6 separate regions of the Mus musculus genome follow, and regions 2, 3, 4, 5 and 6 are each linked to region 1. A link is a contact called in public promoter capture Hi-C data. All regions are on one chromosome and are shown on one strand. Each heading gives the region's core, a stretch centred on a gene start, on an enhancer-like site or on the middle of the called end of the contact. The rest is flanking DNA. Distances are from core to core; before and after follow the strand shown. Region 1 holds the start of Rmi2 (RecQ mediated genome instability 2). Region 2 holds the start of Snx29 (sorting nexin 29). Region 3 holds the start of Tekt5 (tektin 5). Region 4 holds the start of Gspt1 (G1 to S phase transition 1). Region 5 holds the start of Tvp23a (trans-golgi network vesicle protein 23A). Region 6 holds the start of Rsl1d1 (ribosomal L1 domain containing 1).

What was found. Promoter capture Hi-C pulls out the DNA fragments that hold promoters and counts their contacts. Capture Hi-C pulls out chosen DNA fragments and counts their contacts.
Region 2: a promoter capture Hi-C map of hematopoietic stem and progenitor cells shows a contact between it and region 1, with 2.2 times the contacts expected there. The contact joins the promoter of Snx29 here to the promoter of Rmi2 in region 1. A contact is called at or near these places in 9 of 39 promoter capture datasets (3T3-L1-derived adipocytes, the HPC-7 cell line, cranial neural crest and 5 more) and 1 of 9 other capture datasets (pancreatic islet).
Region 3: a promoter capture Hi-C map of embryonic stem cells shows a contact between it and region 1, with 2.2 times the contacts expected there. The contact joins the promoter of Tekt5 here to the promoter of Rmi2 in region 1. A contact is called at or near these places in 2 of 39 promoter capture datasets (embryonic stem cells and stem cell-derived epiblast-like cells) and 1 of 484 Hi-C or Micro-C datasets (regulatory T cells).
Region 4: a contact with region 1 is called in a promoter capture Hi-C map of liver, with 3 times the contacts expected there. The contact joins the promoter of Gspt1 here to the promoter of Rmi2 in region 1. A contact is called at or near these places in 1 of 39 promoter capture datasets (neural stem cells), 1 of 484 Hi-C or Micro-C datasets (B cells), 3 of 115 datasets of contacts at active chromatin or transcription factors (bone marrow-derived macrophages, embryonic limb bud and memory CD8 T cells) and 1 of 9 other capture datasets (liver).
Region 5: a contact with region 1 is called in a promoter capture Hi-C map of hippocampal neurons, with 2.6 times the contacts expected there. The contact joins the promoter of Tvp23a here to the promoter of Rmi2 in region 1. A contact is called at or near these places in 2 of 39 promoter capture datasets (embryonic stem cells and hippocampal neurons), 2 of 115 datasets of contacts at active chromatin or transcription factors (bone marrow-derived dendritic cells and bone marrow-derived macrophages) and 1 of 9 other capture datasets (liver).
Region 6: a promoter capture Hi-C map of neutrophils shows a contact between it and region 1, with 4 times the contacts expected there. The contact joins the promoter of Rsl1d1 here to the promoter of Rmi2 in region 1. A contact is called at or near these places in 4 of 39 promoter capture datasets (the C10 cell line, embryonic stem cells, liver and 1 more), 3 of 115 datasets of contacts at active chromatin or transcription factors (effector CD8 T cells, memory CD8 T cells and pancreatic cancer cells) and 1 of 9 other capture datasets (adipose tissue).

What each region holds. Positions count from the first base shown.
Region 1 is chr16:10,833,515-10,836,418 of GRCm38.p6, forward strand. Rmi2 (RecQ mediated genome instability 2) reads left to right here and starts at 1,545. Exons shown (of 2, transcript NM_001162932.1): 1 at 1,545-1,876. The coding sequence starts at 1,576. It also overlaps the pseudogene Gm17913.
Region 2 is chr16:11,321,365-11,324,268 of GRCm38.p6, forward strand. Snx29 (sorting nexin 29) reads left to right here and starts at 1,540. Exons shown (of 21, transcript NM_028964.4): 1 at 1,540-1,614. The coding sequence starts at 1,608.
Region 3 is chr16:10,393,967-10,396,870 of GRCm38.p6, forward strand. Tekt5 (tektin 5) reads right to left here and starts at 1,489. Exons shown (of 7, transcript NM_001291001.2): 1 at 887-1,489. The coding sequence starts at 1,453.
Region 4 is chr16:11,252,972-11,255,875 of GRCm38.p6, forward strand. It overlaps Gspt1 (G1 to S phase transition 1), which reads right to left and starts at 1,354. Exons shown (of 15, transcript NM_146066.2): 1 at 672-1,354. The coding sequence starts at 1,026. LOC115488671 reads right to left here and starts at 665. Exons shown (of 2, transcript XM_030249388.1): 1 at 1-665. It overlaps Mir1945 (microRNA 1945), which reads right to left and starts at 1,474; the gene lies at 1,397-1,474.
Region 5 is chr16:10,445,990-10,448,893 of GRCm38.p6, forward strand. It overlaps Tvp23a (trans-golgi network vesicle protein 23A), which reads right to left and starts at 1,373. Exons shown (of 7, transcript NM_001013778.2): 1 at 941-1,373. The coding sequence starts at 1,056.
Region 6 is chr16:11,201,915-11,204,818 of GRCm38.p6, forward strand. It overlaps Rsl1d1 (ribosomal L1 domain containing 1), which reads right to left and starts at 1,378. Exons shown (of 9, transcript NM_025546.2): 1 at 1,237-1,378; 2 at 404-543. The coding sequence starts at 1,341. It overlaps 2610020C07Rik (RIKEN cDNA 2610020C07 gene), which reads left to right and starts at 1,469. Exons shown (of 3, transcript NR_038156.1): 1 at 1,469-1,833.

The DNA of each region.
Region 1 (2,904 bases), core at 295-2,794:
AAGAAGAAGAAGACTTAGTGATAAATTAGTCACTCAAAGGTGGCAAGTTTTGTTTGTTTGTTTGTGTTTTTAAAGATATTTTGCATTTATTTACTGTGTGTGTGTAGTGGGAAGAGTTAGGATTCAGACTTGGGACAAACAGCTGAGGTGCATTTTTTACAAACCAAAGTGGACTTCATCTCCAGGTTCTCCCATCCTTCCAGCATCCCTTAGTTCCTACCTTGCACCTTGTATACCCACCTGTCTCTCTCTCCCTCTCTGCATTCTCTCTCTCTCCCTCTCTGCATTCTCTCTCTCTCCCTCTCTGCATTCTCTCTCTCTCCCTCTCTGCATTCTCTCTCTCTCTCTCTCCCAGCACATGCACACTCTTTCTCTACCCCCTCCCCTCTGTCTTCCTCCCCATGTCGACTTCCCTGGCCTCCTTCCTTGGGACCAGAGAACCGACCCAAGAGCGGCTTCCCCATAAGCCTGCCTTTGCGTACTTCGATTTGGCTTGAATTGACTCATTTCACCAGCAGAGAATAACTTACCAGGATGCACGTGTGCCGCAGCGCACTTGTGGAAGTCAGAGAACAATTTATGGGAGTTAATTCTCACATGGGTTTTGGGAATGGAACTCTGATCTGATATCAGATTTGGTGGCAAGTGATTTTGCCTGGTGAGCATTCTTGCTAGGTAAACACTCTCCTATAGAGCAATATCCCGAACTGAAAGAGGAAATTGTTTAATTTACTTGTTATGGTGTTTCCAGGAAGGGCTCTTGTATACCAGGTTGGACTCCAATTCACTCTGTGGCTAAAGATGACCTTGAACTCATCTTCCAGCCCTGGTGAGTGCTAGAGTTAAATAGGTGTGAACCACCAAAATTTGTTTTGATACTTTTTTAATCGTTAAATTCAAATAAGTGTATTTATTTTCTTTTTAAAGATTTCCCCTGATAAAACTCTTATAATTTCAGGAATACTGTGTGTGTGTGTGTGTGTGTGTGTGTGTGTGTGTGTGTAGTCTGGGCACAAGACCAATTTCTAAAGATGCTTGATATCTTAACCAAAGTTACCAGCGCAGCGCATATTCAGCGTCATCTCTGAGGTATTAAAAGAGTACAACCAATCCATTCATAAATTTGTGTTTGGGGCCATGCTTAAACTATTCCTCTGGAACTCTCTCTCCTGTGTGTAGATGTGATTTCGTATCAAAAAGGTCCAAGGGATCTACTTGCATCTCGGCTTTTCGTGTGGTAATGTTTTGCTAAGGGTGCACATTTTATTTCGGCTCTTAAAATTAATCGATCATCTACAACTACTGTTGAGTGCGTCTTATTTTTTAGTAAACTGGAACGGAGACATATGGCTTAAATCGTTGCTCTTCCTTAGGAGAGGAAATTCCGTATCTCCCTGCATTTGTTAGCGTATCTATTTTCTATTTAATTCAGTTGAATCTTTCAGCTTCTGGCGGTTACGCGGCTGTCCCGCCCCCATCCATTGGCTGCCTCGGGCAGGCGCGCTCTTGATTGGCTGCCGCTCGCCAAACCCCCGCCGTCCGTCAGAGTTGGCGGGAAAGCGGTGGTGGCGCAGCATGGCGGCTGCGGCGTCCGAGTCGCTGTCCTCCGGTGGCCCCGGGGCCGTGCGGCTGCCGCGCTTGCCGCCACTCAAGGTACTGGCAGGACAGCTGCGGCGGCACGCAGAGGGTGGCCCGGGCGCGTGGCGGCTGTCGCGGGCGGCGGTGGGCCGCGCTCCGCTGGAGCTGGTGGCCGTGTGGATGCAGGGTACCGTGCTGGCGGCGGAAGGCGGCCAGGCCCGGCTGCGCGACTCGAGCGGAGCCTTCTCTGTGCGCGGCCTGGAGCGCGTACCACGCGGCCGGCCCTGCCTCCTCCCAGGTAACGTGGGCGGGACCGGCTCTGCAGGTCCTCCCCGGGGCGGGGCGGGGCGGGGCGGTCCCACCTCCAGGCTCTAGCCCTCCTTCCTGGCCCAGCCCCTGTCAAGTGACTCCCCACCCATCCTCTTGGATGACAGCAACACCTATCCCCGCTTTCTAAGATGTAGGTTCCAGCCGGGCCTGGAGGTACACATCTTCCATCCCAATACTAGGAGTCTGAGGCAGGAGGATGGCAAAGTTCAAAGCCTGACTGAGCTACGAAGTGAGTTTAAGGCCAACGTAAGGCAACTCAGTGAGAGCCTGTCTCAGAACAAAAAGTAAAGAGGGCCTGGGGTGGGAGCACTTCCTAACATTGATGAGTCCTTGGGTTTAACCCAGACAGCGAGAATAGTAAACAAGTACATCTACTAAAACGCCTGTAGGTTCCCGAGGCTATCCCACCTTCCCAGTTTTGAGCCTTGCAATTCTGTGTCACAGTTCTATCCCTGTAGATGTTTTTCTCATTTTTCCCCGTATGTTTTGAAAATAATTTCTCAGGAAATGTCTGCTTGTCTTTTTCTCTGTGTGTGTGTGTGTGTGTGTGTGTGTGTGTGTGTGTGTGTGTTTTTAAGGCAGTGTCTAGCCTAGACTGACCTAAAATTCATTGTGTAGCTTGGACACCCGGGCTTCCTGCTTCCATCTCCTGAGTGCTAGGATTCTAGGCATATGCTGCTCCATCTGGTTCATACGCTGCTGGGAATCAAACTGGGGGCTTTGTGCATGCTACGCAAGCAATCCCAGCCCTAAGTCTGTACTCATATTTTTGTTTGTTTGTTTGTTTGTTTGTTTTTTCGAGACAGGGTTTCTCTGTATAGCCCTGGCTGTCCTGGAACTCACTTTGTAGACCAGGCTGACCTCGAACTCAGAAATCCACCTACCTCTGTCTCCCTAGTACTGGGATTAAAGGCATGTGCCACCACGCCCAGCAGGTTTTCTGAGTCTTAAGAGTTGTTTCTAATACCCTCTAAGGAGATGCTGATATTGCAGGGT
Region 2 (2,904 bases), core at 290-2,789, 490 kb after region 1:
GGGGAGAGAGCGCTGTTTGTGTCCTCCCAGGGTGGAAGGTGGAAGATTTTAGCTGAAGCCATGTGAAACCTCTGTAGGACTTAAGACCACTGGTAAAGGGCAGCCTGCAGGTTTAGTCACCTCCCTTTCCTTTCTTTATTGGAATCAAATCCAGGATGGCACACATGTGTTCTTCCACTGAGCTACTACAGTTTCTAGCTCTTCATTATTTTCTTATTTCTGATCAAGAGCCTAAGTTCTCCAGGCTGGGTGACTCCAGCCTCATATCCAGCAGGCAAAATAGTCTTTCAACTCCATATTTAAAATAGGGCAAAACCCTGGATTTCACAGTTGCTGTGAATTTAGCTCTTGTGTTCTCTCAGCACCTACCCACCTTTCCTCTCACTGTTGCCTAGAGTCAGTTGGACAACTCTTGTAGTTCCCTTAACCCACTGACCCACTGTCATTCTCCTCAGACCCATTACAATGCATTCTCATTCTAGAAAGTTCTCTCTCTCTCTCTCTCTCTCTCTCTCTCTCTCTCTCACACACACACACACACACACACACACCCACCACAAATTCTCCCAAGTGCCTCAGGCAGTAATTCGATTCTTCTGTGAATGTTGGTATTAAAGGTGTGCATGGTCACACCAGGATTGTAAGTGAAGTTTCAAATTCTGACTGCATCACTGTGCTTTGCACTTTTATTCCCACATCCATCATCAAGAAAGTACAAACTCTCCTGCCTGCAGGGCCTTGCACGTGCTACTCCAACTACTGAACTATATCCACCACTCCGGTTTTACCACTCCGGTTTTACTTTTTATTTCGAGAGTCTTGAGAAGTTACCCAGAATGGCTTTGAATTCACCTTTTGTTTTTGTTTGTACAGAGAGTTGAAGCTTGGGCCTCCTGCATGCAAGGCATGTGCCCTCTCTACCAAACTTTTTTTTTTTTTTTTTTTTTTTTTCGAGTCAGGGTTTCTCTGTATAGCCCTGGCTGTCCTGCAACTCACTTTGTAGACCAGGCTGGCCTCGAACTCAGAAATCCGGGATTAAAGGCGTGCGTTACCACGCCGGCCATCCACAGCTCTTGAATTCTTGCAGCTCAGGCTCCTGACTTATCCTCTTGAATGTTGGGATTTAAAGCCTGTACCACCAGGCCCTGCAGGCCCATTACTCTTTTTTTCTCTCTTCTCTTTGAGACAGTCTCAAGCAGCCCCATCTAGCCTCGAAATCATTGAGTAGTTCAAGGTTGACCTTGAACTTCTGATCCACCTGCCTTCCCCCGAGTGCTGGTTTGACGGACATGCAACACACTACTCCAAGCTCTCGGTACGCGTATATCGCATCCTTGTCCGAACTTCAGTCTAAATGGATGTCTTTTTCTTGGCTCGGGGATTGGGAGGCATTGATTTTGTGAGGTGCCGGTTCTCTTCCCTGCTACCCTGGGGCGTCGATTTGCCCGAGTATTTTGGTTCCGGGTCGGGAGGCGGGCCCTAGGAGAGTCACTGCTTCCGGGGCGGGGCCAGCGGGCGGGGCGCGCGTTCTCCCGGCCTGTGTGGAGCTCGGCGGCTGCAGACGCGGCGGCGGCGGCAAGGCAGGCGGCGGCCCCGGGAGCAGCAACATGAGCGGTGAGTGGCGGCCCCGCTGCTGTCACCCGCCCCGTAGCGCCACTGCAGCCGCACGCTCCGGGCCCGGTGTGCTCACACGCTGCAGACCCCCGCGGGGTCGCTCGCAGGCTCGGAGCCCTGGCCCGGAGTCTCCTGCACCGCTCCCACTATCCCGGGGCTGGCGCTCCTGTCCCTCTGCCTCACCAGTGACAGCCAACTCCTAGAGCAGAGCTTGCTCCCAATTCCCTCCCAGACAGCCGATCCCTTTGACAGGTTTCCGCACCCCGGATTCTCAGATCTCTGGTACTTGCCTTAGTCCCTCTTTCTCCCGTGACCCTCCTGGGACTCAGCTCCAGTTACCAGCCCCTGGTTTTTAGTTATTCTCTGTTCCAGGTCTCTTCCACCCAGTGACTCCTCTTTCTCCAAAGGCAAAGAGCATCTCTAGACACCCCTGTCACACACAGCAAACCAGAGCGACAGCTCCGGGTCCCCAGAGGTCTCAGTGTTAGGACAGCTTTGTCTTCTTCCCTCCTCTTCCCTGCACCTGTGTCCCCAGAGCTGGCCAGTTAGCCTCGCAGCGTCCCTCTCCCGGTTGTGCCTTTTGTATTTGGGCTGTTAGTTCATGCTTCAGTTCTCTCCATGTCTTCCTCTAGCTCATCGTTTGAAGTCTCCGGTTGTGTCCTGAAGCCCTTTCCTTCTTGCCCAATGCTGAACCTAAATGGGGCTCAAGCGTTGCCCAAGCCAATACCACCAGCAGGGAGGTGGAGCGGGTGGGGAGTCTGGAAGTGAGAGGCAGGTGCTTGTGACGGCTTGTGCTCAGTGATACCGAAGTTTAGTCCCTTTGTCGGAGTCTGTGTCTTCAAGCCTCCCTCTGAAGAGTCCTGATGATGTTTTGATGTTTTGGTGCTAAGTCATTCCTGGGTGTTGCGCGTGGAGATGGGAGTGACTCAGGGAAGGCTTGTGTTGGCTGTTGATTCTCCTGCTGGACTCAGGGATCTGGATTCCCTTAGGAGGACCCGCCTACCCTCGTAGTTTCTGTTTTTTCTTACTGTGCAGCTGGATTTTCGTCTCTGCACCCAGTCTCTAGACTTGCACTCAGGTGTTTCATGGAGCGGAGAGGGTGCTAGGGCAAAGGAGCAAAGGGCAGTCTTAATTTTTTGTTTTTTAAATTATTTCTGTGCATCTTTAAAAAAACGTTAGATGCTTTTTGTTGCTCAAGAGCAAAGTTTATGGAACTGTGGTCTTATTGAGGGGACTAATGGAGGGGTTTTTACAGTTTACGTTCATCTGCCAAAGCAAATTACTGGGTCT
Region 3 (2,904 bases), core at 239-2,738, 440 kb before region 1:
GAGGTCAACTGAGAGGCTCTGGGAAGGTGTATGGGAAAACTCCCTAAGAAGGGGAACCTTCCCCCACACCCACAGTGGGCAGCAGCTACACATGAAAAGGGTTTTTGAGAAAACCAGTGCAGCTTTTGCCTGCCTGCCTTCATTCCTTTCCAGTGAGACCACCTACCCTATTGCAGCTGCTCCTCCCCTTCAGAAATCAGCCTGCCAACATGGACTGAAGGCCTGCAACTCTTTAGGACCCGCCCCCCTGGGCCTCCACCACCACACTGGGACGCTGAGGCACCCAGACAATTGCACTGAGCAGCTACAGGGTTCTCAGCCCCTTCAGACGGCCATGTGTCACTACTCAGTATGAATTGTGTAGACCAATCCAGTAAATCCCCCTGTGGTCTGTATTTGTTTTAGAGAACCCTGACCAGCACACCTAAGGAGGAAATTGATCCAATCTGAAAACTCGCATCTGATTGAGGCTATTCTGAGTTGACTGAGATTGTAATTATTATTTAATTTATTTATTTTTGTTATGTGTGTATGAGTATTTTGCTTGCTTCCATGTCTATATAAGCATATATATATATATATATATATATATATATATATATATATATATATATACAAGCATGCAGTGCCCTAGGAGGCTAGAAGATTGTTTCCGAACCCGTGAAATTAGAGTGAAATTAGTGTCAGCTGCTGCCATGTGGGTGCTAGGAACCCGAACCCAGGTCCTCTGCAAGAACAACTGCTCTTAGCCCTGAGCTATTTCTCCACTCTTTTTCACCTTAAAAATCTGACCGTGAACGACAACGCAATTCAACCCATCTGCAAGATGCCTGCCACCTTGACTCAGTAACAGCAGGTGCAGTGGTGTCTCCCTTCCCCCACTCACCTGCAAGGGACAGTTCACCTCCTCAGCAGCGCACTCCAAGCGCCTCTTGAGGGTGTCCATGCTGCTGTTCTCCGTCAGAAGCCTGTCCAGCTCATAGCACAACTCGGACTTCCAGAAACCGAGGTCGGATAGCCTCTGGCCCAAGTTCCGGGAGGTTCCCTCCTGCATCTGGTGTATCAGCTGGTCCTTATCCTGCATGATCCGCAGCGAGTCGCCTGTCAGCCGGCTGGCCCAGAGCCGCGAGGCCTCTGCATTCCTGATCTGCAGATCATTGGAGCGGTCCCAGTCCCTTGGGGTGTAGCGACAGAAGAGCGCGGAGCGGAGCGAGGGCAGGATGGTGGGCGGCCGCCGGATGCCTGAGCATTCCTCGGGGATTGTCTGGGAGGTGGCGATCTTGTGGAAGACGCTGGGTCTCCACGCGTTCAGGTAGCGGTATCCGGGCAGGTGAAAGGGTTGGTAGCACTCCTGTACCACAGGTTCCTGCCCAGCAGGGGGCAGCGCCTGCAAGCCACAGCCTTTCTTGGGGCCACAGAAACTCGCTGTCTGAGTGGTTCCAAGAAATTCCATCTTTCCCCATCAGCCCCACCGGGGAAAACTTTACCCAAGGGGCCAGGGCATCCCAAGAGCTAGGAGCCGCGGGGCCTCTGTGACTTAGTGCTGGTGTCATAAAGCATGGGTTAGGGTCTTTGTGCCAGGTCCTGGTTCTCCAGGTGGTTGAAGCCCCTATGATCTAAATAAAATGCAGTCAACAAAGAGAAGTGTGTTTAGGGCCTGAAGAGATGGTTTTGGTGGCTAGGAGCATATAGTGCCCAACCGAAGGAGCTAAGTTCCTAGCAACCACATCACAACCGCCTGTAATTCTGGCTCAAGGAGATCTAATTCCTCCACAGGAGCCCATGCACACAGATAAACACAAATACACAAAATCAAAAGAAAAGAAGGCTTCTTTTGGAGACAGGGTTTCTCTGCATAGTCCTGGATGGAGCTTGCTTTGTAGATCAGGCTGGCCTCAAATTCTCAGAAATCCTCTGGCTCCACCTTCTGAGTACTGGGATTGAAGGCTTGCACCACCACTCCCAGTGGCTTTTTTTTTTTTTTTTTTTTGAGTGGAATTTTTCAATCCCACTGGTTTGGGGTCGAAAGAAACGGCAGATGTCTGTCATTCTGGAACAACAAAATCTGCCTTTCCAGAGCTTGATCAGTCTGGGTATCGAAGCAAATCTAATATGGTCCACACCTCTCACCCTGTGGGATCAGCTGGGCCAACATTAGCTGTCTTTGTTTCTTTATTCCCAAGATAATATCCAGAAGGTTCGATCATGCCTGCAGGAGTCAGGATGGAGTCAGGAAGGTGGGGACTAGAAGACCATCCTCAGCTATCTGTGTTTTTGTTTTGTTTTGCTTTGAGACACGGCTCCAGGTACCCAAGCTGACCTCAGACTTGATATGTGGCTGAGAAGAGCCTTGAACTTCTGATTCTCCTTCTCGACTCTCCTAAATGATGAGATTACAGGCCTCTGCCGCTGGCTGCACTGTTTGTGCTGAAGTTTGAAGCCCAGGGCTTCCGCAATGCTAGGCAAGCATTCTATCAACTATATCCCAAGGCTCATGAGTTTGGGGATATCATAGGCTACATGTGACTGAGTCAAAACATCAAATATTTTAAAATGGCCCATACATTGCACAGAGTTGTGCTCAGCAGTAGTGTTCACGCCAGCAGGAAGAGTGTGGTCGGACTGGATCGAGCATGAGCAGTTAGATCACGAAGCCTAAATGTGGAGTGGTTGCAATGGAGAACCACAACACTCTAGGCAGGTAAAATGGGGCCACAAAGACAAGAAAGTTTTACAACCTGCAGTTTTGAGAATGCAAAACTGGCCTCCTCATCAGTCTTCCTGGAACAACAAATGGGAGGAGGGGAGAAGCTGGAAATGGAATGGGTAACTGAAGTGCTCTGTGTGCTGGCTTGAGTAGGCTTGGTCCCCAGAGACTCAGGTGTGGCCCACAGGGAGTGACAC
Region 4 (2,904 bases), core at 104-2,603, 420 kb after region 1:
AGTCTTAAATCCCGCTTAAAACCGCACATAAATCAATGAGGTTTACTACCACATGTTAGTACTGAGGAATCCTTGTGACATTTAAAAAACTTTTCAAGTATTCAAAATGTTAAGGGTGAAAAAAGGTCTTTGTATTGACAGCCAACAGTTTCTGGCGGATCACAAGCCTGCAATGCATCTTGGGATTCCTTCAGGTCGCTTTAGTGCCACCGATACTTAAAACGCAATTACAGTTCCAAACGTAGAAACTACAGTAGGAGCAGCTCTCTGGGCCAGCGAAGAGACAAGTCCTGTCCCCCAAACCCTAGACTTTCACACCCTCCTCCTGCCGGACTTCAAGCCCTATCAGTCCCCACTTCTGGGCCTCGTGGCACTGACTGGCCCAGGGCTGGCAGGGTCCCATACAGTTCCTATGCCTAGGGGTGAACCGCGTGCGGCCTTCCGCGGCGGGGCAATCGCCCCCGGGTCCCCTGGTCTCTGCTCCTCCTGGCCCAGGCGCCCCAAGCCAAGCAGCTCCCAGACTGGAGGCGCCCCACCCAGACCAGCCGGCGCCGCTGTCAGCGCCCCACGTGCGGGCCGGCCGGCCTCCCGTCCTCTCCACCCAGCCCACCGCGGAACTCCGGCCCCAGGCCGCCGCCCGTGCCTTGGGGATATCCAGCCCGGCAACTTACCCGAAGGGCCTCCCGCGCCGCTGCCTGCTCCGTGGTCGCCTCCGGCTGCGCCAGCTGGGGATAGCGGCGGCTGGGCCGGACCCCGCAGGAAGGACGGCACGAATTCAGCGGCGTGGACGTTGGGGACGAAAGGCTTGGCGTTGACGTTGAGTTGCCGGCTGAAAGCCGCGCTGAGGTTCTCACGCTGGGCCTCGGCCACCGCGGCCATGGAGCCGCTGCCGCTCCCGCCGCCGCCGCAAGGCCCGGGCCCGGGGGCCTCCATATCCGTCTGGTCCCAGCAGTCGGGCGCAGAGTCGCTGCTGCTGCTGCTCCCGCCGCCGCCGCCACCGCCGCCACCGCCGCTGCTAGGATCCATGATCGGGGGGGCCGTGTGTGTGGTGAAGAGAGGGCGGGAAATGGAGGCGGGGGCGGCCGACCGGGGAGGAGCAGGCCGCGCTGACCCGGGGAGGACGGCAAGACTGGGGAGCTGACAGTCAATGACTCACTCGCCGGCGTCCTGGGCAGCAGCTACAGTCCAGACAGTACACTCGAGACCAGGTCGACAGCGGCTCAACCCTCCTCGTGTGTGCGAAAGGATCTCCTCCCACCCAACCCCAACTACCGCCGCCGGCCTCACCGCCAACCCCACGTTTGGAGAGAATTGACCTCTCGCTACCACCCGTACCTTCGCCTCGGTAGTTCCCGTCTGTGTCCGCCCGCGTTTCCGCCTACGAAGCGCGGCCGATAGCTAAACTACAAGTCCCGACAGTACCCGCGAAGACCCGGTGCGGTTTTCTCGGGGGCTGACGGGAGTCGGAGTTCAGCGCTCAAGCGTCACCGGAAGCGGCTGGAACTCCCGGCAGGCAGCGCGAGGAGGCAGAAGTCTGGTGGCCCATCTGTCGCAGGGTGGGGGTAGGGGTAGGCTCTACTCGGCTAGGGCAAGACGGTGGGCCGAGCCCTTCCGCACGAGGCGACGATCCACCCTAGCCTGTGAGAACACCCGGTCCGCAGGCCTAACCTAGAGGAATTTTTTTTTCTTCTCCCTTTTCGGCGCCTTTTCTGTCTCCCAGTCTATATACCTTATTCTCTTTCTCTCCACCCGCAGCCAGAGTTTGCCCTACATTTCAAAGCCGGCGGGAGGCGTCTTTCCTTTTATGTATTCATTTTTGGAAGAGGCAGTAAAACCATGAGATGTTACAGCTGAAACTGCGTGTGGCTCATAAAGGTCCAAGGATGTCCGGCAAAAGGATCCTTAACTGGAAAATTTCAGTGACTCATGTTATGTTTGACTAGTCATTAAAAGCCCGCACCTAAAATGTTTTTTCGTCCTTTCATCCTCCCTGCCAGGAGATTTACAAATTAATCGGGATTGCCATATTTTTTAGTGTACCCAGCGGTACCTAATAGTGGCTATTTTGGTGCTTCCAGTTCCTTAGCTGCCATTAGGTAAAGTGCTGTTCTTTTGAAAGGCCGCATCTGTCAGCTATTCTTACAGTCCTTTAATAATGAGGGCATCTCACACTTTCAAGTTGCATTTTAGTAATTGTGGGGTAAGTGACAAGCAAGAAAAAATAAAATTCACCTTTATTTTTTACTGCACGAAGTAGGAATACCTGTTCTAAATACCTGTTAAATGCTCCTGTAATTCACCCATGGAGACCAAGACAAAGAAAAGTATACTCTTAATTTTACTTGCTCTGAAAAGAGTCTAGACAGAATGCAACTAACCTACTTGGAAATTACAGAGTAACATATTCAAAATGTTCAAACAACGAGTTTTTTTTTTTTTTAAATCTGGATCTAAGATATCTAAATTGGAATGCTGACTTTAAACATTTGTATAATAAAAAGTGAGAATTTGGCCTAACGAGAGAGGTAATAGACAAAGTTGTCAATAATTTTTTGTTTGTTTTGTTTTTGTTTTGTTGGGTTTTTTGGTTTTTCGAGACAGGGTTTCTCTGTATAGCCATGGCTGTCCTGGAACTCACTCTGTAGACCAGGTTGGCCTCGAACTCAGAAATCCACCTGCCTCTGCCTTCCAAGTGCTGGGATTAAAGGCCAGCACCACCAATGCCCGGCTTTGTCAATTACTTTTTAAAGCAAGGCTTCAAACTAGCTCTTTTTTTCTTCTTTTTGTGGTTGGTTAGTTAGGTTTTGGTCGGTTGGTTGGCTGGTTGGTTGGTTGGTTAAGCAGAGACAAATGAAGCCCAGGCTGGCCCTGAACTCCAGTCCTTTTATCTTACTTTCCAAGTGC
Region 5 (2,904 bases), core at 123-2,622, 390 kb before region 1:
CTGAGCTACACGCCCAGACCTCACATTGTAAAGGTGCAAATTACCCTAGGTTGCTGAGTAGGGTTGCGGTATTGTCACAAATGCCCTTATTATTGAGAGGTACAGGAGCGCATGTGCACGTGCACACCACCATGCCTCGTTGATGCTGTGGTTAGGATGGAACCCAGAGGTCTGTTCGTGCTAAGCAGATACTCCACCAACTGAACTACATGAAACTAGCATGTTTATGACAATTTGTTACAGTGACCACGTACTAATTTCATTCTTAGAGACTGTTGTATTTGGGTCGGATGATCTAATGGAAGAGGAAGACAAAATAACCGTAGCGGAAAGGTAGCACTTTTGACTAGCATACACAAGGCCCTCTGTTCCATTCCCAGTACCAGAAAACATAAAGAGAAAGCACTAGGTACCAGGCCTCTAAGTATGCTAGGGACGAGTGGGATGGACAAGTGGGCGTGGCTGAGCTGTGATTGTTTCTTGAAGGCTCAGGGGTTTGCACTTTCGCAGCTACCCTGCTGCAGACTGACTCCTCTCCTACACTGCCATATCTGACCTTCCAACAAGGATGCAGAACCTTTGCACTTCCTGTTCCTTTAGCCCAAATTCTCTTCCTCCAGAGCCTCCTGTGGCTGCCGGCTTCTCAGCATCCAGTCTCAGCTTAAAAGTCACTGCCTCAAAGACCCCTTCCCCCGCCCCGCCCCTTTGTGCTAGAGCATGAGAACAACCCTTGGAACCTTCTCTTACCTCACCGTGCTAGTTTCTTTCTAACCCTCTTAACATTTTTGCCTAATAAATCAGCTGCCCCGCCCCCAAGCTCTAGGCTCCAAGGGGGCAGGGTCTGTACAACTCATGCACACAGCAGTTGTTCCGTGTATTTCGAATGAATGAGTTGGCGAATGAATGAATTTGCAGCTTGGGACCAAATAAGTCAACATACCTGATCTTGGCCTTTCTAAAGGCCAGCTCCTCTTCATTACCGAAGTCCAGGGACACATCCTCAGTATCATCCCCTAGGCCCTGGGGAACAGCAGGAGCAGATAGATGGCAGGCCATCCCAGAGCTCACAGGAGGCCTTCGGGCGTGAGCGCCCTCTCTCCCTGGATATGTCTCTGTGCTCCTCCCAGCATTATTCCCTTAGTTCCCTAGGCTTTCCCCACCCTCCTTACTGCTCGGGGGCTTAGCCTTCAAGGCCAGTGCATCTACCTCCCAATGCAGCATCTCTGCAGCCCTACCTGCTTCATCCCCCTGGGTACCACTTGACACTATAGCACAGGTTCCAGCTCTGCCCTTCACCGCCCAAAGTTTAGGATGCCCAGCAGGGAGCCCGCCTGTGGGATGCTCCCAGCCTTAGCTCAGCTCTAGTGATCGATGGGGGGAGGGGCTCTGTGCAGTGCGCAGTCGCGGACTGGGGCGGAGCCAGAGAGGATACCCAAGGATGCTGGGATACACTGAGAGCCGAGTTCAACACGGAGGGTGCAGGACGTGAATGTAAGTTAGTATCCAGAAGCTGAGCGCTCAGGTTGGAAGCAGAGTTTGCTGGCTCTATAAAAAGCAAACTCTTCTGCGCCAGGCATAGTAGTGCAAGCCTGTGACTCTTGGAAATCTGAAGCAGAAGATTGCCCGGCTGCATAGAAACAAACAAATAAATAAACAAACAGCTGTGATCAGGATCTAGTTGCGTGGCTTGGGAACAGCAGTATTGACATAGAAATGGGCACACAGAGAAGAGTAGTTGTAGCCATGTGAAGGCCTTGCTGGCCTTCTCCTGGCCCAGAACAGAGTCGCAGAATCTCTTCTATGGCCTACCCCTGCCATTTCCCAATTCCCACCCCACTATCTACACAATCTCCCTTAGCCCCCATATCCCTCCCTGCCATCCTGGGACAGAGCTGAGTGACAGGAAGCCAAAGCTGCTAGTCTTGCTTCATGGTTCCCCTTTCTCCCTCCCCCACAACCAGGTGTTAGCCTGACTCCTGGTGACCCCCTCAGGGATACCGAGCCACAAGCTCCAGGGCAGTTCCTTCCTGCCCTGGCTAGAGCGCAGTAAGGGGCTGGTTCACCTTTAATCCTATAGCTGTGCCAGAGCTGCCAGCTGCACACACCACTCTTTAGGACACAGAGATGCTGTCTGGGGGGAAGGGAAAGGGGACTCCTTCTATGACAGAAGACCATCTCAGGGGCCAAGCCTTTTGAAGTGTTTTTCAAACTCTGACTGACATGGCAATGTTGGCCTGTAATCACAGTACTTAGGAAGGCTGAAGCAGGAGGATCACAAATTTCAGGCTAGCCTAAAATACAAAACAAGTTCAAGACCAGCCTGGGCAAATTAGCAAGATCCTATCTCAAAAAGTTTATTTTAAAAATGAGGTAGAAGGGGGATGGGGTGGGGTGGGCATATGCACAAGCAAGTGATTTTAGTGAGTGCTAGAGTGTTTGTCTTGCATACAAGAGACTCTTGATTCAATCCCCAGTGACACACACACCCCACACAAACATGTCTGTGTGTTTGTATGTATATGTATATGTATATGTATATGTATATGTATATGTATATGTATATGTATATGTATATGTATATATTTCCAAACCAACATCAGTTCTAGTAGCTTCTAAGCCCTCTGCTGCTCAACTAATAAGATGATCCACTAAAATCAGCACAGCAGATTGCCAAAGCTCCCAGGGTCAGACCCAGGGCCTTCTCTTCGGCTTCCCACCTGGCAGAGTAGAGGAAGGGCCTGGGGTTCTGCTGGAATGGAGGCTGGCTCCATTACCTGGGCAGCAGAAAGCTCAGTTCAAGGCCTCAATTATCCCTGGGGCATCAGGATTTAATACCACCAAGGCAGGCTTTCTGGAGAGTGTTGTGGGCTCTTCCCAACCCATTGCTGGTTCCAGGCCCAGATA
Region 6 (2,904 bases), core at 128-2,627, 370 kb after region 1:
GATTTCTGTCACCTGTACCAACACTGGGCTGCTCACAACCTCTTATCTCTGCAGTCTAGGTGGTCTGACATCCTCTTTTGGCTTCTGCAAGCACTGGACACATGTGGCCCACATTCTTACACTCACACTCTGAGTTTTAAAAATTAAAGGGGGTGGGCGGCTGGAGAGATGGCTCAGCGGTTAAGAGCACTGACTGCCCTTCCAGAGATCCTGTGTTCAATTCCTAGCAACCACATGGTGGCTCACAACCATCTGTAATGAGGTCTGATGCCCTCTTCTGGTGTGTTTGAAGACAGCAACAGTATACTCACATACATAAAATAAATAAATGTTAAAAAAAAAAAACAGCCAAAAAACAAAAAAATCCAACCAAACAACTCTCAAGAGATAAATAATTACTTACACTTTGACCCGAAGTTCTTTCTCTGGAATTTTCCATAATATCACCATTAAAAATAAATTTTCGCTCCCACTCAACAGCAATTCATTATTGTTTTTTTTGGACTTTGAGCGATTAGATATTACTTCCACTGCCTTTCTAATCTGCAGAGACAGAGAATAAGTTAATTTTCTCAATCTATGTTAATTGCTCCCACACAGACATATCTGCTTCCTTTGCTCCTTTGGGGGGCGGGGGGCGTTTCAAGAGAGGGTTTTCCTATATAGCTCTGGCCAACCTGGAATACTTAGTCCAGGCTGGCGTCGAATTCAAAAGATTCGCCTGTCTCCCGTGTGCTGGGATTAAAGGCGTGCGCCACAAAGCCTGGCGCTCCTCTTTCTATTGGGCAAATTTCATCAGCGTATCGGGATATTACAATTTGTACCCATTGCAATGTAAGAACCCGTCTAAAACATCTAAGGACTTGCTTCCAAAATCTGTTTACAGGTTGTCCTTTCTACGTAAGAGGACTATTCGGAAGCTTCTCCTGCCCTCTATGAGAAAGGAAGCGGTCAGGAAAGGCGCGTTGGCCCTGCTACCAACACTTTGTGCACGGACACATGACCTGTGATGCTGCAGAACCGAGCGCAGAAGCCCGCTTTCCACAGGAGGCAAACAGGCCAGAAGTGTGAGAAGAGCGAGCCCGCTGGGTGCGTTCCCAGAGGCCAGCCTCGAGCTCCGGAGAGCCCACGCGGTCGCGGGCCCACTTCATTTCCAGCCTCTCGCCCCACACCCTGCGCCGAACGCGGGTCCTAACCACCCTGCTTCCCGAATCGTCGTCCCCAAAAGCCACTCGCCTGCTCTCTGTCCAGCTGTAAAAGAGCGGTCGGGGTCACTTGCACGTCGGTGGTGGTCGCCTCAGCGACCGAGGCACTGGGAGATTCGGACGCAGAGCCCTTCATGTCGCCTCGTGTGGAAGGCCTGTAGAAGTCAGAGCTCATGCGCAGCCCGGAGGCCCGGAACCGGAAAGCAGTCAGTAACACTGCGAGGGGGAGGGGTATCACGTCATTTCCGGCGAGGCGCGAAATTAGATGTTGGGCCCGCCCTCTTGGGTAGATGGTGTTGCGGTCGTAGACTGTGCCCAGAGTTATTCTAGCGGCAGCATCTCCTTTGCCTCCGACTCTTTCTAAGGCTGCAGGCCTGAAAAACCCTGTCGCTCCTTCCGGAGGACACCGAGCGAGCGCCCTAAGGAGAGACTAAAGCCCTCTCTTCAATCCCGTGCTGTCTTCTGCAGAGCGGGAAGCCGTGGCTCCTCCATTCCTTTCTGGCTTCAGGCGTCGGTTTCCCCAAATTGGTGGTATTCCCAGGAAATAAAGAGAAACTGCCAACGCTAGGCGCGGGATGCTGCGCGAGAAACGAAAAAATGAGTCGGTCTCTCAGGAGCTTCGGCCCAGGTAAGACCTTGCGTGAGTGTGAAGGGATAACTTTAGTGTAGGAGAGAATACGCCAGAACGTCCTATGAGTAGTTGCCAAGCATGCCCACTGTGGTGACCGTGCCCAATACCCCGTATTCGAGGTTGTTCTCAGTCAGTTCAGGGAGCTCTCAATAGTACCACCAGTTTTTATTTTCGATTAGTTCGAGACAGAGCCTCTATTGAGACAGAGTATTATTGAGACAGGGTCTCTATTATTGAGACAGGGTCTCTATTATGGCAATTCTGGCTATTCTGGAACTCTATATAGACAGGTCTGACCTCGAACTCACTGAGATCCTCCTGCTTCAGGTTTCAGAGTGCTAGGATTAAAAGCATCCACCAATACGCCCCCACTTAAGTCAAACTCTTCCTATATCACCCAGGGTTACCCGAGTGAGCCTCCTCCTCTACGTCTCAGATGCTAGATTTACAAGAGTGAGCGAGTCCCCTGCCCCCACCTTGTACCGGCACAGTTACATAATTTATTTAGAAATTTTTATGTGAATGTTAAGGATAGTGACAGGTTCAGCTAGCTGTGTGGGAATAAAATGCTCTCCATTGTCAGATGTCTTCCAAAAGTGCTCCTGTGAAGGGACCATGCTCTGCTAGTGTCTGTTGAGGGAGGACCTTGTCCTAATTTAACTTGTAGAATACAAGTCCTTGGCACCTGCTTCTACTTGGCTATTTAGAATCTAGTATAAGATGGACTTTTAACATATTGCAGTGACTTGCTACACTGGGCTTGAGGTATGCAGGCTAACACACTCCAAAGAGCATTGGTGGTCTTAGGTGTTCTCTTGCCTGTATTCAAGTTTGAGAACCAGACGTTTTTGGTTTTTCGAGACAGGGTTTCTCTGTGTAACAGCCCTGGCTGCCCTGGATCTCACTTTGTAGGCCAGGCTGACCTTTAGCTCACAGGAATCTGCCTGCCTCTGCCTCCCAGTGCTGGGAGTAGGGCTTTTTTATTTTATGTATATGTTTTACTTGCCTGTGTATCTGTACACCACATGTGGGAAGTGCTAGTGTAGATCCTCTTAGAACTAGAATTAC